Linked DNA regions of Anas platyrhynchos: region 2 is linked to region 1. A link is a contact called in public Hi-C data. All regions are on one chromosome and are shown on one strand. Each heading gives the region's core, a stretch centred on a gene start, on an enhancer-like site or on the middle of the called end of the contact. The rest is flanking DNA. Distances are from core to core; before and after follow the strand shown.

Evidence for each region. A called contact is a pair of places that touch in the nucleus more often than the background predicts.
Region 2: a contact with region 1 is called in a Hi-C map of subcutaneous adipose tissue, with 1.9 times the contacts expected there. The contact joins the promoter of ASCC2 here to the enhancer-like site in region 1. A contact is called at or near these places in 3 of 8 Hi-C or Micro-C datasets (liver, skeletal muscle and subcutaneous adipose tissue).

The regions. Positions count from the first base shown.
Region 1 is chr16:5,377,297-5,383,623 of IASCAAS_PekinDuck_T2T, reverse strand. It overlaps MTMR3 (myotubularin related protein 3), which reads left to right. Exons shown (of 21, transcript XM_072024442.1): 7 at 2,896-2,928. Among named protein-coding and RNA genes, the nearest start is that of MTMR3, 41 kb to the left of the region's middle. Within about 2 kb of position 3,188, at least 3 of the 8 cell types and tissues checked have an H3K27ac peak or open chromatin away from gene starts, as enhancers often do.
Region 2 is chr16:5,427,482-5,433,808 of IASCAAS_PekinDuck_T2T, reverse strand. ASCC2 (activating signal cointegrator 1 complex subunit 2) reads right to left here and starts at 3,376. Exons shown (of 19, transcript XM_038187371.2): 1 at 3,243-3,376; 2 at 2,043-2,138; 3 at 759-917; 4 at 271-441. The coding sequence starts at 3,356.

The DNA.
Region 1 (6,327 bases), core at 1,939-4,438:
AGAAAATCTCTTTGTGATGCTCAAGTCGCATTTTTCACAGAAAACAGATGTGGTTTTAGACATCAAAAGGTGGCTCAGCACCTCTGAAAACGAGGCTCTGTAAGGACACTTCTCATCAACTTTATGGTCCCTCTATAACTGGCTAAGTCTGCAAGATGTTCTCCTAAGCTCTGTATATGGTCAGTAGACAAGCCCAGGGTCTTCCTACGGGCTGTCTGCAGCATCTAAGCTAGGTTCATAGCTTGCTTAGAGAAGCTTCACCAAGAAAATCTGGAAGAGTTTAGCTACTGAAGCTTGATGCCTGGAAGTGAATGGTTTTGGTGCTATCATTAAAGCAAGAGATCTGTGAATTTTACCTCCTTGTCAGATGCCTGTGCATTTCTTCATAGAGCTTTAGATCCATTCTTAAAAATTGTTACATATCTAGGTACTCAAGGTCATAGAGAGAAATGTTATATAAACATAAATTAAATGGGCATTGTGAAGTTCCTTACAGTGGTATAATTGACATGTGCCAGTCTTACTAGTTACAGTACCAGCTGTGAACTATGTAGAATTCATTAGGACATTCTACATGGCACAGAAGTATTTCTGTAAATATTTATAATAAAACCAGCAAAACACATCCAAGCAATCTAAGCACGTTTTTTCCCCCATGGTGATGGGTTTTTCACCAATCTCCTTAGTTCAAGTCAAGTCCTGACCCTAGCTAGTTGTGGACAATTGCAAGGTGTCAGTCATGAATCCTGAGCTGTAAAGTGTAAATGTAAAACACCGAAACTGATGCGTGTTGTTCTAAAGCGGACAAAAGCAAGGGCAACAAAGCATAAGAATTGTCAGGTGCTGTCACATACTTGACTGAGACACATGCAGCACAGCGGTCTGGAACATCAGTGAGATTTCCTGTGCACGTAGCTGTGTTAACTTTTGACACCACATCAGTCTTAAATTTAAATTGTTCTTTTATTGTTTTGTGCCAGAGCCAAATTATTAATTCTATAAAAACGTTGTTTACTGATTGTTTAAAACTAAAGCTTCACTGTTTTACGTTGTCTCTAATCGTATGGCTCTATTACCTACAGACTTCTGTGTGCCTGTCATTGTTACCATTAATCACATAAAGTGCTCTTTTAGTTCATGAGTTGTCAACATAATGGGCTGAACAGGCGTATCTGCTGGCTAGTGAACATCTGCGTACAGCATAATATAAAAAGCACACGTAAAGTGCTAGAGTTCGTGATGGTGTATTTTTTTTCAGCAAACGTATTATTTCTGAACACGGCAGTTAATTTAAAACGATGGCAGGAAATTTCTGATGGCAATAATTTAATTGGACATTTAAGGGCTCTTATCTTCCACTGCTGACCATACAAAGGAGATGGTGTATGTGTATATGCAGAGGTAGCATAGCTTTACTTTCCGCCTCTTTATTCCATAGTCAGTCCTGGGTTACGATTTGGGACTTGGAAGTTAATCTGTACGTGCACCTGGGGATGGGAGCCAAGGGTCAGCTAGGTGCTGGGATGTCTCAGCTGCAGCCCAGCCAGATGCATCCCTCCGTGCTGTCACCAACAAACGGAAGACTCATTATGAGGAGTGCATTTTATAGGGGTCCATATCTTTGTTATATGAACATAAACTCTAAGGCTGAATTCTACCAATAGGCCTGCTACAATAAAACTATTACTGTAGTGTTTACTGTTAGCTTTACTTATTTTTTAATTCAGAGTCCAACTGCTGTATGAATTTGGCAAGTAGAAGTGACAGTGGAAAGGAGTGAATATTTATAAACAAGGAGCCGAGACATGAGAAACGAGCGTAATTCTAAAAATCAAGAGTTTGTCCTTGGGAATGCCAGGAAACGACTGAATTACTTTATTAGATAAGGCACTAATGAATGTACTGCACTTACTGTTGTGTCTGTCCTTAGGAGTATTGGAGGATAATTTTTGAAGAATTGCCAATGTAATGTTTATGAACAGCCACAAAAATTAACGTTTTCTTAAAATATTATTTGTTTGAGTTCAGGAAAGACAGCACAAAATTTTGTCAATATTACCATGTTAGTGTTGCTTCACTGACTTCGATGTGCAGTGTTCTGACCTTGTAAGGCCTGAGTAAGAACTCCGTCTGATGTCTCTGAGGTTGTTAGTCCTGCTTTGTTTGTCATCATTAGTGAGAAAGATTCAATTAGGTAGTGTGGCAGGTAGAGTAGAATATAGATTGTTCTTCTCTAATCATATATGGCCATCACTAATTACTTACTGTGAACTCTCCGGTACTAGAATTCAAGGCAGACAAGATTTGGAATACTTGTAAAGATAAAAAGGTATTTGTAGTAATGAGGAACCATATCTCAGTTGCTAAAGTTTGGAATAATAATCAGTTTGGTTATTGTTGATCAATTTTTATTGGTGATTTTCTAAATGAAATCTTTGCTGAGTACTGTTTGATCACATTCATCTAAATCCTTTTCTATTTTTATATCACTAGACCTATTCAGAAAACATTCTTAATTTTCAGTGACTTTTCTAGAAATCAATACCCTAAGGCCGGATTTAGTACCAACTTTCCCACCTCAGCAGAGAGAGGTATTTGTGTATGTGAAAGAAGATTGTTAGCAAGCATCTGTATTACAGTAAAAACACTTGTGAGAAGTGTTTGTTCCCAGTGGCTGGGTGTGCAGCTGTTCTGGGCAGGCACGGCCTCTTGCAGGAGGTGGAATATTCCTGTGCAGTAGCTGTAGGAATGGACCTCCAGGGAAAGCAGAATGCACGCCAACTACTTGTACCTTAATAAGGACAACTGCATGAAAGAAATGGGATCCAGTTAAAAATGGATTCCTAGTCTTTGTTTTTGTACCTCACTGTTCTCTTTTTGTTTGCAATTCAATAGACTGGCTGTCCAAACGATGCTTGTGAAACCTCAGTAAGTAGCACAATGTTGCTAGATCACTTGCTGCACCTGTGCTTGAAAATAAATACATTTAAATGTCGATAATGCTCACCTTGCAACACTGCAGAAAAGGGTTGTATGCATAAGTCCTTTCCATGGATAATTTCCTAGATCTGAGTCGTAACAGGGACATGGAGTTTTAAATGCAAAAACAAAAGATCCCTTAGACCATGCATAAATTGGAGGGATTACGGCATTCAAAAGTGTTGCCTTGTATTTATCTATGGGATTATAATGCAGACTCAACAGTGATATCTCAGTGCACATAACAAGTTTGGTTCCCAGGCTGCTCTCTGTTGATTGGCTTTCCTTAAGAAAATTTCAAACTTTACAGCTGGTATTTCTGTCTAATCATTTTTCTCTGTGTAAGCTAATTGCATTTATGGGGGAATTAAAATGTTAGTGTATTCTATGAAACCCTGGGTTTGAATGTAGCCCAGATTTTGGACACAGGAGGAAAAAAAAAAAGTCATACTGGCAAGATGAGGAAGATTTTCAGTCTTTAGGATCTAATGAGTTTTAGCGTGAGCTTTCCCTTGGCCTTTAGTGGAAAAATGGTTTGTCTGGTTTCTTCCCAGCCTTATATTACAGTTGTGGGTCATCTGTGCTGAGCAATAGCTTAGTGTTGTCCCCAGGTCCTGCTTGTCTGACTGTTCATGTTGCATGTGTGTTGGTCCTCAAAACAGAGAAAGGGACTAAATAACTACCCGCAAGGCAAAACCCAACTGCAACCTAGGTGCAATTAAAAGCAAAATGTGCTTCAGGTACTCTTTGTAGGCTGTATGAACCAGATTGCACCTGGAAGGATTTGACTCCCTCCATCGACAGGAGTCCTTTGAGCCCTTCTGAGCTGACCTTGCCGTTTCAGTACGTCCATATTCCATCTTCCACCACGCTTCAGGATGTACAGCACATAGCCTTGGCCCCGTGCTGTTGAAGTAACCAGTACGTAGCAGAACCCTAACATTATTTCTGGCTCCGAACTGGAAAAACAACAAGGAAATACTAATTCCAGCTCATGGCCCTTGGGTGCCACCTGGTACCCAGTAGTCTGAGGCCATCTGGTGTGCAGGGTAGAGAGCAAATCAGATCCTTCAAGAGCAAATGTGCTACCAAACAGCCTGAGCGTATTTTGAGGTATATTTCTCTGAACCTATCTTGTACTGCAGCAAGGTGACAGCTCCAGCAATTAAAAAATAAAAGGAAAAATGATTCCAAAAAGGTAAAAAATGGAGTCGTAAAATGTTGCTGTTTAAAACAATATATACATATATTTTTTTTTTTAAGAAGAGACAGTCAAGAGGCATAGTGCAAAAGCATAATGTTCTACTGTGATGTGGTTGGCCTTTGATAACAGTGCATGTTTATTCTTATAAAAGCCAAAATGATTGCTTCTCCACTGCTTTATTCAGATAGGCGCTATTAAATGGGGAAGCCTGCAAATAGAATTGATGGCTCTTTCAGGAGCAAACGAACGGCGCTGGGCGTCTGCCTCGCGGTGTGATTCAGCCTGAAAAACAGAACAATGAAACCGGGAGGTTATTAGTGGGAAAAATGGGAGGACGGAGGCAGATAATTTTACAGAGTTTTATGGGGTAGTAAGAGTAATGGACAGGAAGGAGATTGAAAATTGAAGAGGATCAGAGGATAGGTTTTTATGACCGGAAAAGAAAATTTACAAGACTGATGCGAAGGTTGCCCTAAAGAAAGAAACAGCAAATTTTAAGGAAATAGATGGGGAGCCGTGTGCAGACTGTAAAGGGAAAAAAGAATGGCTGCTGAGCGGAGGGCAGATTGGAAGAGAGCAGAACAAAGAATGGCTTTGAAAGAAGGAAATTAAAAATAATGCATTAGTAGAAGAATAGTCAGAATGGCATTAGGGTGCAGACAGGGGAAGAGGAGCTGGAACTAGACTGCAAGGCGAAGAACTGCTTAAATGAAGTGTGTGTTGGAAATAATGCAGTAGCAGAGGGCTTGGAGAAAAAGAATATTAACAGGTGAAGGAGCATTTGACTTAAAAAGGATGCCCTCTAGAGCCTCAACTCATAAACTAGCGCGAATGTATCTTGCTTTCTGCGTTGTTGCAATGTGAGTTTGGTAGTTTTAAATAATTTATCGGTGTTCATGGGGCTGTCCAGCTGGGAATAGAGAATGGAGGGTTCTCTAGTGTTAGGTCTGGTCCAGTCCCTTAAATTATTAGACAAAACTATCACAATCATTGTATCTGCCTCGCAGCCTAGAATCAAGTAGGAGAAATAGTGGAAGGAATTACTGGTTAAAATCAAAAGGCTGTAGCAACAGCAGTGCATCTGATCTGCTTGTCTGTAATGCATTTAAATAGTGCCTTAAATCAGCGGCTAAGCCCATCAGCATCTTCAGCGTACCTCGTCTCACCACTCACTTGTTCTGCTAGAGCTGGCTGGCTCTGCAGTCAGTTTTAGCATCTGAGAGGATGCCTGCTCGTGTTGCTGGCCATGCCATTGATAGCAGACTGTTGGCAATCTCAGAACGGTAACAGGGCTGAAAACACGGACCAGAATTCAAGCTCCAGCTTTACCTGAATTACCCTAACTTCTGGGCTGTCAGGTCAGACTCCATCTCGTCTAGTGTCCTTGTGCCTGAATTTTATGTTCTTTACTGGCCTGGTTGCAACAGAAGGACCAGAGGAAAACTTCCTCTGGTGGCTGGGGGCTCAGCAGAGGGTAAGGATTAAGCTCGGGTATTGAGACAATACCTGCCCATGGTATTCTGGGGATTGTAAGCTCTGTGCAGTTACCTGGGCTTTTGCATTCTTAGGATGACCCTTGACTTTTGGGTGAGCTTGGATAGTCAAGGTGCAGCCACAAACTGTGTGCCTGCCTCCAGGAGACAGAATGATGACCATTCCCTTGGGCCCAGCACTTACTATTAGCTCTCTAGGCATCTTCCTGCTCAGGATGAGTTTTCTTGTGGTTCTGGTTTCTGAGGCATCTCTTTCCCCTGTCTGCTGTTTTTAATTCAATTTCCTTTGATCATTCCACTCAAATCGGGCACTTCTTAAGCGTCGTGATGCCTGAGAAGCAGCAGTCTTGGCTCCACACCCCAGATCCTTGATTGAAGGTGATCTTCAAGGACTTGTGCCCAGAGTGATACGGAAAGGCACTGGCAGAGCAGGGTCGTAGATCCATCTTGTAAGCCCCAAGCCTGAACTTAAACTGCTGGATTGTACCCCACCGATGACAAGATAAGAGAATTTGAATGTTTTATCTGATAGCCTTTGTTGTACTGAGGGATCCCAGTGGCAGAGATTTTCTTGCTTTGTGTAACATTCAATATAATCTTTAATAAACATTTCAAAAAATTTTACGCTGTTTATTGTAAATATTAGCTAAA
Region 2 (6,327 bases), core at 2,127-4,626, 50 kb before region 1:
TCTCACCCCAACGTATCGCAGCACCACAGGGCGCTAACCTGCTATTAGAGAGTTGTTTGCCTGGATCTCCTTCCTAAGAAATCATCACATAGTTCAGATGCCTCAGCTCTGAGTGGTTATCACCTCCACACAGAGCAGCAGACTGATAAAAATAGACAGGGAGAGGAATGCAGCTAGGACATGCAAATAAGAATCACAATTAATTTCTCCAGTTGCCTTTTTTCCTAAGCTACACAGCCTGGAGTGCCTGTCAAGCACAGAAATGTTTACCTTGGACTCCTTGTGAGTGGACATTCTCAGGAAAGTCAGGAAGACGCTCCGATGGAGGCGCTTCTGCATGTCGTTCACCTCTGAATAGCAATCCAACAACACATCAAACTTGCGAGGAGCATGGCTCAGGTAGGAATCCAGACACTTCTGAAGCGTCTCATCAAATATCACCTTGCACAGAAGGCAGAGGGGAAAGGAGGGAACAGCACAGTCAGAGGCTGCACTTGCAGGCAGCCCAGTTAAACCGAGAAGCCAAAACACTTCAGATTCACCCATCCATGAAACACAATCAAACTCTTCAAATCAACAGTGAAGAACCTGCGGGGAAATGCTACTTTATCTGCAATCTAAGGTGCAGTAACTAAAATGCTTGATAAAGGACATACCGAGGGTACAAAAGTCTTTATGAAGATGATTTAAAATCCGTGCCTTTTGCCAGCCCCTAGACCATTCACATTTTTCCTCCAGCATCCATGAACAATTATTACCTGGCACCAAAACTTATCATGAGGCAAAGCCAGGAGCCAGTCCAGGTCATCTGCAATGAATTTCGCTCGCTCCAGGAATTCTTCCACTAAGGCAGGATCTCTGACAACAGGTGGCGGTCTGTATAGCACAAAAGACCGATCTGCTTTTATTTCTGGGTGCTGCAGAAAGCCAAAACACGGTATTAAAACCACGGAACGAGCGACAGGAATGCCCAGTTACCATCTGCGCTGCTCGCTGAGTTTTTGGAAACTGCCACAAAAGCCCCACTTGGATACAATTTGTCACTCAGTTCCCTGACAACTTCCAATTTTCTGATTTTTAAAGACAGCAGATCAGCAGCTTTGCGTCCTTCCTTTTCGGCAATATTTTCAGACCTCTGCAATTCAGCAGATGATGCTCCTTGCACTCTATTAACCGAAAGCCTTGCAAAGCAGCCCTCCCACACCTCCAAAACAAACAGCAGCAGCTTAATGTCATGCCTATGAAATGCTGTCTGTGCCCTCTCTGTTTCCTCCAAGCTACTTCTCGCACAACGTTCCACAAAGTCACCCCAATACGACCACAGTATACAAAGAAGAAACTTCCTCCTCCCCTTCCTCAGGGTTTACCCAAATTCCCCCAGCCAGGAACGAGAGGCATTTTGGTAACGAGCAGCAGCTCTGAGCTCTGCCTCAGCCCACACAAACACCCAGGGTAAACTGAGCCAGCAGCGTTAGCAGCAGGCCCCACTTCTGCAGCACACCCCAGAGAAGGCTCTGCCCAAGCCTCCGTGTTTCTTGAAGAAAAGGCCAGCTGCGGATGTCATTTTGTGCATGACTTTGGATGTTCCTATGTGGCAGCACGGGCAGGCCACTCTCATGCTGGGCACAAGCATGAGGCAGAGACTTCAAGTTCCACCCTGCGGTTCCAACCCAAAGCCAGAGGGCGGGAGGACTCAGTAAGCACAAAGTTCTCCTGGCTCTGAACTACGCTGCATTCAGCCTGCAAAAACTCCAAGAGCGTTCTCTCCTCTGCAGCAGCTTCCATTGCTCACCAGGCTGCTCCTTGGATGAGGAGTTTGAGGACAACACCATTTATTGCCGATGTTGAACACAGCTGAGAATTTTTGTTTTGATGGTGGTTAAATGAAAACTCACTACCTGAACGTAGTAAAAGTGTCTTGAACTGGAAAGCTGTCCAAATTTCCCCATATCCCAGGCCAAAGACCAGTTTTACCCAGGTCTCAATATATGACAGCCATTTGTTCAAGGCCTTGTTTGGCTTTCAGGAAAAACACAGCTCACCAGTGCCGGTAACGTTCTCAGCTTTCCCGTCTTGGGATCCTTTTCTGTCAGCTGGAGTTCATCCAGGGGCAGGGCTGGCATCGTGCTGACTTCCTCCTGTCCACGGCAAACAGAAAAACAAAAGCAGCACAGGATGCGTGTTACAAGCTCAGTCAACCAAAGAGGTCACAGCCCCCCCCACCCCATAACACACACGGCGGCTGGAAATACGCCTGCACAGAGCAATTTTCACACCACCCTAATACCAAACCGTTAAGGAACACCCAGGAGCCAGCTGCACATGCCTTGGAGGAAACGTGTAACACGGTGCCGTGCTTCCATCCCTGTTGCTAGCAGGGAGGCCACACACATCCCCAGGGACAACAACAAGCGGGTTTATGGGAGCTTCACCTTTAAACTTGGCTCCTGAAGAGCTGTGTGGAACTGCCTGCCTGGCAGGCTGTTTTAATGCCTGCAGCCTGTCTCACGAACTGGAGCGGCAACCAAACGACAGCCTGCCCACAGCATACCAAAAGGAAAGTTTTGGTTCCTGTGTGGCAGATTCCCTCTGTACTCAGCCACATCAGGGACATAGCGTGAGCTCACAAGACTCAGCCTTCCCTTGCCAGTGTCCTGTGTGTGCTCAGAGATCCACCTTTCACTTGTCAACAGCATTTGTAGACACAGAAGCGTTTTGATCAGTGCTCTGAAACTGACTCTAAGTCAAGCTTTAGTTATTGGAAAGAGATCTGGTGTGTCTTTTTAAAAAGCTTCAGACAGTAATAAAAAATGGGAATTGCCAGATAACAAAGCCTTCCATCTCCACCTAACACTTCAGGGCCCGACGTTTTCGTGAGAAAACCGAAACGAAAACACCCGAGACCGGCACGGCTTGGAAAAGCGGCGAGAACCCTTTATGCGGCTGGTGTAATTTTGGGGTGAACACCCCAAACGGCAGAAGCGGGGGCTGGCAGCACGGAGCGCACCCCCCCCGCCCCTCCCCCACCCCCCTGAGGCACCTCAGGGCCTGCCCCGCGCTGCCCCCACGGGAGGCTCGGGCCCGGCCTGGAAGGCCCCGAGCGCGGGGAACCCTCCCCGGGAGCCCAACACACGGCCCTGCGGCTTCCCTGGAGCGGCACCCAGCGGGCTCCGCCCCCCGAGGCGCCCCCCGACACCCCCGGGCCCAGCCCCCGGGCCCGGCCCCGGTCCCCGCCCCGTCACCGTGCGGCCGCGGGCAGCCGGCACCGCGCTTCCGGGTCCTCCGCGGCTCTTCCGGTGGCGGCCGGAAGTCCGTGGAGGGGAGGCCGCCACAAGGGAGAGGGGGCGGGGTCTCATAAAGCCACGCCCCCTCCATCAGGCCACGCCCCCTCGCCCCTTGGCCGGGCCCTCAGAAGGGTGGAGGGGAGGGGAGAGGAAGAGGGGGTCGCTGCGCTCTGCGGCTGCCTGAGGGGAGGTTATGGGAGATGGGGTCGGCCACTTCTCACCGATAAATAGTGATAGGATCAGAGGGGGTGGCCTCGAGCTGTGCCAGGGGAGGTTTAGGTTGGAAATGAGGAGATGTTTCTGTCAGAAAGAGCAGATGGGCAGAGTCACAGAATTGTCTAGGTTGGAAGAGACCTCCGGATCATCCAGTCCAACCTCTGACCTAACACTAACACTAACCAGTCCTCCACTAAACCATATCGCTGAGTTCAACATCTAAACGTCTTTTAAAGACCTCCAGGGATGGTGACTCCACCACTTCCCTGGGCAGCCCATTGCAATGCCTCACAACCCTCTCAGTAAGGAAGTTCTTCCTCATATCCAACCTAATCTCAAAGGTCTCTTCCAACACTAATGACCCTCTGATTCCAGGATCCCCTGTGTCCCTCTGAGGGACACGTCTGTAACCACATGTCTGTCCCCACACAGGGCCATGCAGGGGGCTGCGGGCAACCTGTAGGTACAGCCTCCTGCCAACAGCGTCAAAATAATTTAAAAAATAAAATAAAATATTTGGGACTTTGCTTGCACCCACAGCATTGTATTTAAGGGGGAGGAAAAGCACAGTGCAATCCTTCGAAAGGGAACCAGCTGGGCCAGCAGGTCACCCTGTCCCCAGGTGGGTCTCAGTCATTCTAGAGCTAAAGGAGAGCCCTGGGTGAAGGGCCCAGGGAGGTGGCACGGCCAGCAGCCCCCGTGGCCACGCTGCCCCCTTCTTCAGCTTTATTTTTGTTTTTGTTTTTGTTTCTTCAGCTTTGTTTCCCCTTTGCTGCTGAGGGAGGTTACTGGATGCCACCAGTTTGATGCTGCAGGACAAGCTTAATTCTTGTCACTTAATACAAGCTCTGTTGATCTTAATGAGAGATCACGTTAGTCAAGCTTATAAACTCCAAAATCAGACATTGCTCAGCCTGCTTTAATCACCTCTGGGATGAAAGGGAGATGAAGTCTGGGACCTAAAGCATCCGACTCTCACTGCCATACAGGTGCTCTCTGGCATCTCGGGTCTCTCCCCCGGCTGCAGGGACCTCCTCCTAAACTTCACACAGACTCGAGATGACCACATCGTGCTCTCTGTCACATGGCTAATTAGGAATCAGATGGTAACGAGGTTCCAGCTCCCAGTCCCCCAATCCAACGCCCTCAGAAACACCGGACAGCCGGTATCTCGGTGTGCAACCACATTACAGATGTCCCTGCTCCTGCATTTCACACACAGCAGCAGGAAGGAAGGGGGAGAACACCCAAGGGGCCTCCATCAGCTCCACGGAGAAAGCTGGCTGCCAGCTTCTCCTTCCCAGCACTGTCACATTCGGTATTTTCTTATTAGCATGCTGGCATTTTCTCTCTAGCAAGAACGCAGCATGGACAGGCTGTGTTGCGTTTCACATTCCGCAGGGTACTATTGATTTGCACTTTAAATGTCACACCAGGTTGTTGGGGAGCTTGCAATTTTAGCCAATCTTTAGCCATACCTTTTGAATTGCTAATTTTTAAAGAATTATCTAGTATTTTTATTTCTCAGACATCACGCAGACAAGTCAGGCCCTGAGACAGGACCCTGGCACCAACGTGCTGTGCGAAGCACTTATCAGAACAAAACTCCAGTAATGATGTCAGGTTCAAGGTTTGCTCTGATTTTTTAGCGGAGGATAACATTTGGCAATTGAAGCATGATTCGTTTGCAAAGGCATCTGTTTATTTCCCCTTCCTTGCCAACCTTCCTCCAAAGCACTGCTGGAAAGACGCCAAGTGACTCAGTGGGCTTAGAATCTGTCATCAGGCTGGTTTGAATCACTATTCCTCTTTTTGGTGTTTTTTTTTTAAATTTTATTTTTTATTTATTTTTTGTCCTTTTACCTTCCTGATGGTGTATTATGTGCTTGATTTCCTAAAGCACTGTGAACTCTTGGAGCCTCTGCCCAAATTATTGGCGCTGCTATGTGTGTATAACTGAGGTTTGTAATGGTATGTGTACACGTTCCTTGTACAAATTAAATTGAACCTGGCAAATGAATGGCAATTAAAGAAGTCAACAAAAAAAGTGCCTCTGCTCACCTGTGTACCACATGCCAGAAACTGTTAATACTTCGGGATGGCAGAAGTCAAATATGTCATTTTAATGCAAATCAGAGGGAAAAGCTGCCTTCCACCTGCACAACGTCCCAGTTCCAGCAGTGCAGGGTAGCTACCGGCTCTCACTGCACGGAGAAACAAAGCACTGAAAGAGCTCGTGGGCTGCTGAGGTCTGCAGGAAAATCCCTCTCCCCAGGTTTGCTCCGAAGCCACCTGAAGTTACTGGGCAAGTGGGCTTCGGATCAGATCCTCTGCAGAGAACTTGTCCAGACAAAAGCTCTCGGAAAAGAAACTTTTTGTGAAAAGGTCATCCTTTTAATATGATTAATGGCTGGGAGGAAGTTGTTCAGTGCTGAACGTAACCATGAAGATTATCAGATGTCACAAGTCAAAGCCTGGGAAGAATGCCCTGGTTCTGGTAGCTCTGTCAGGATTTTGACAGATAGACACCAATAAGCACCCCGACTCTGTTTGCCTGGTAAGGACACTCCTGGCCTGGCTAGAGATAAGACACAAAAGCAGTCTTCTAATTTCAGGAAGTGCAAAAAGCACCGGGAGGACCGAGGTGCTGGAGCTCCCCCAGTAACACGACTATCTGAGCTCAGTATTTTCTGTGTAGGTCTGCCATGAGCACTGCACTACGGCATCCTGTCTCTTGAGCGGTTTTTCAAGGTTCCTGCATTTCCTCAAATTCTGCCTGAAAGTCCCCAAAGACAGCCTGGGGGCTGGCTAAAATATCTGCTTCATT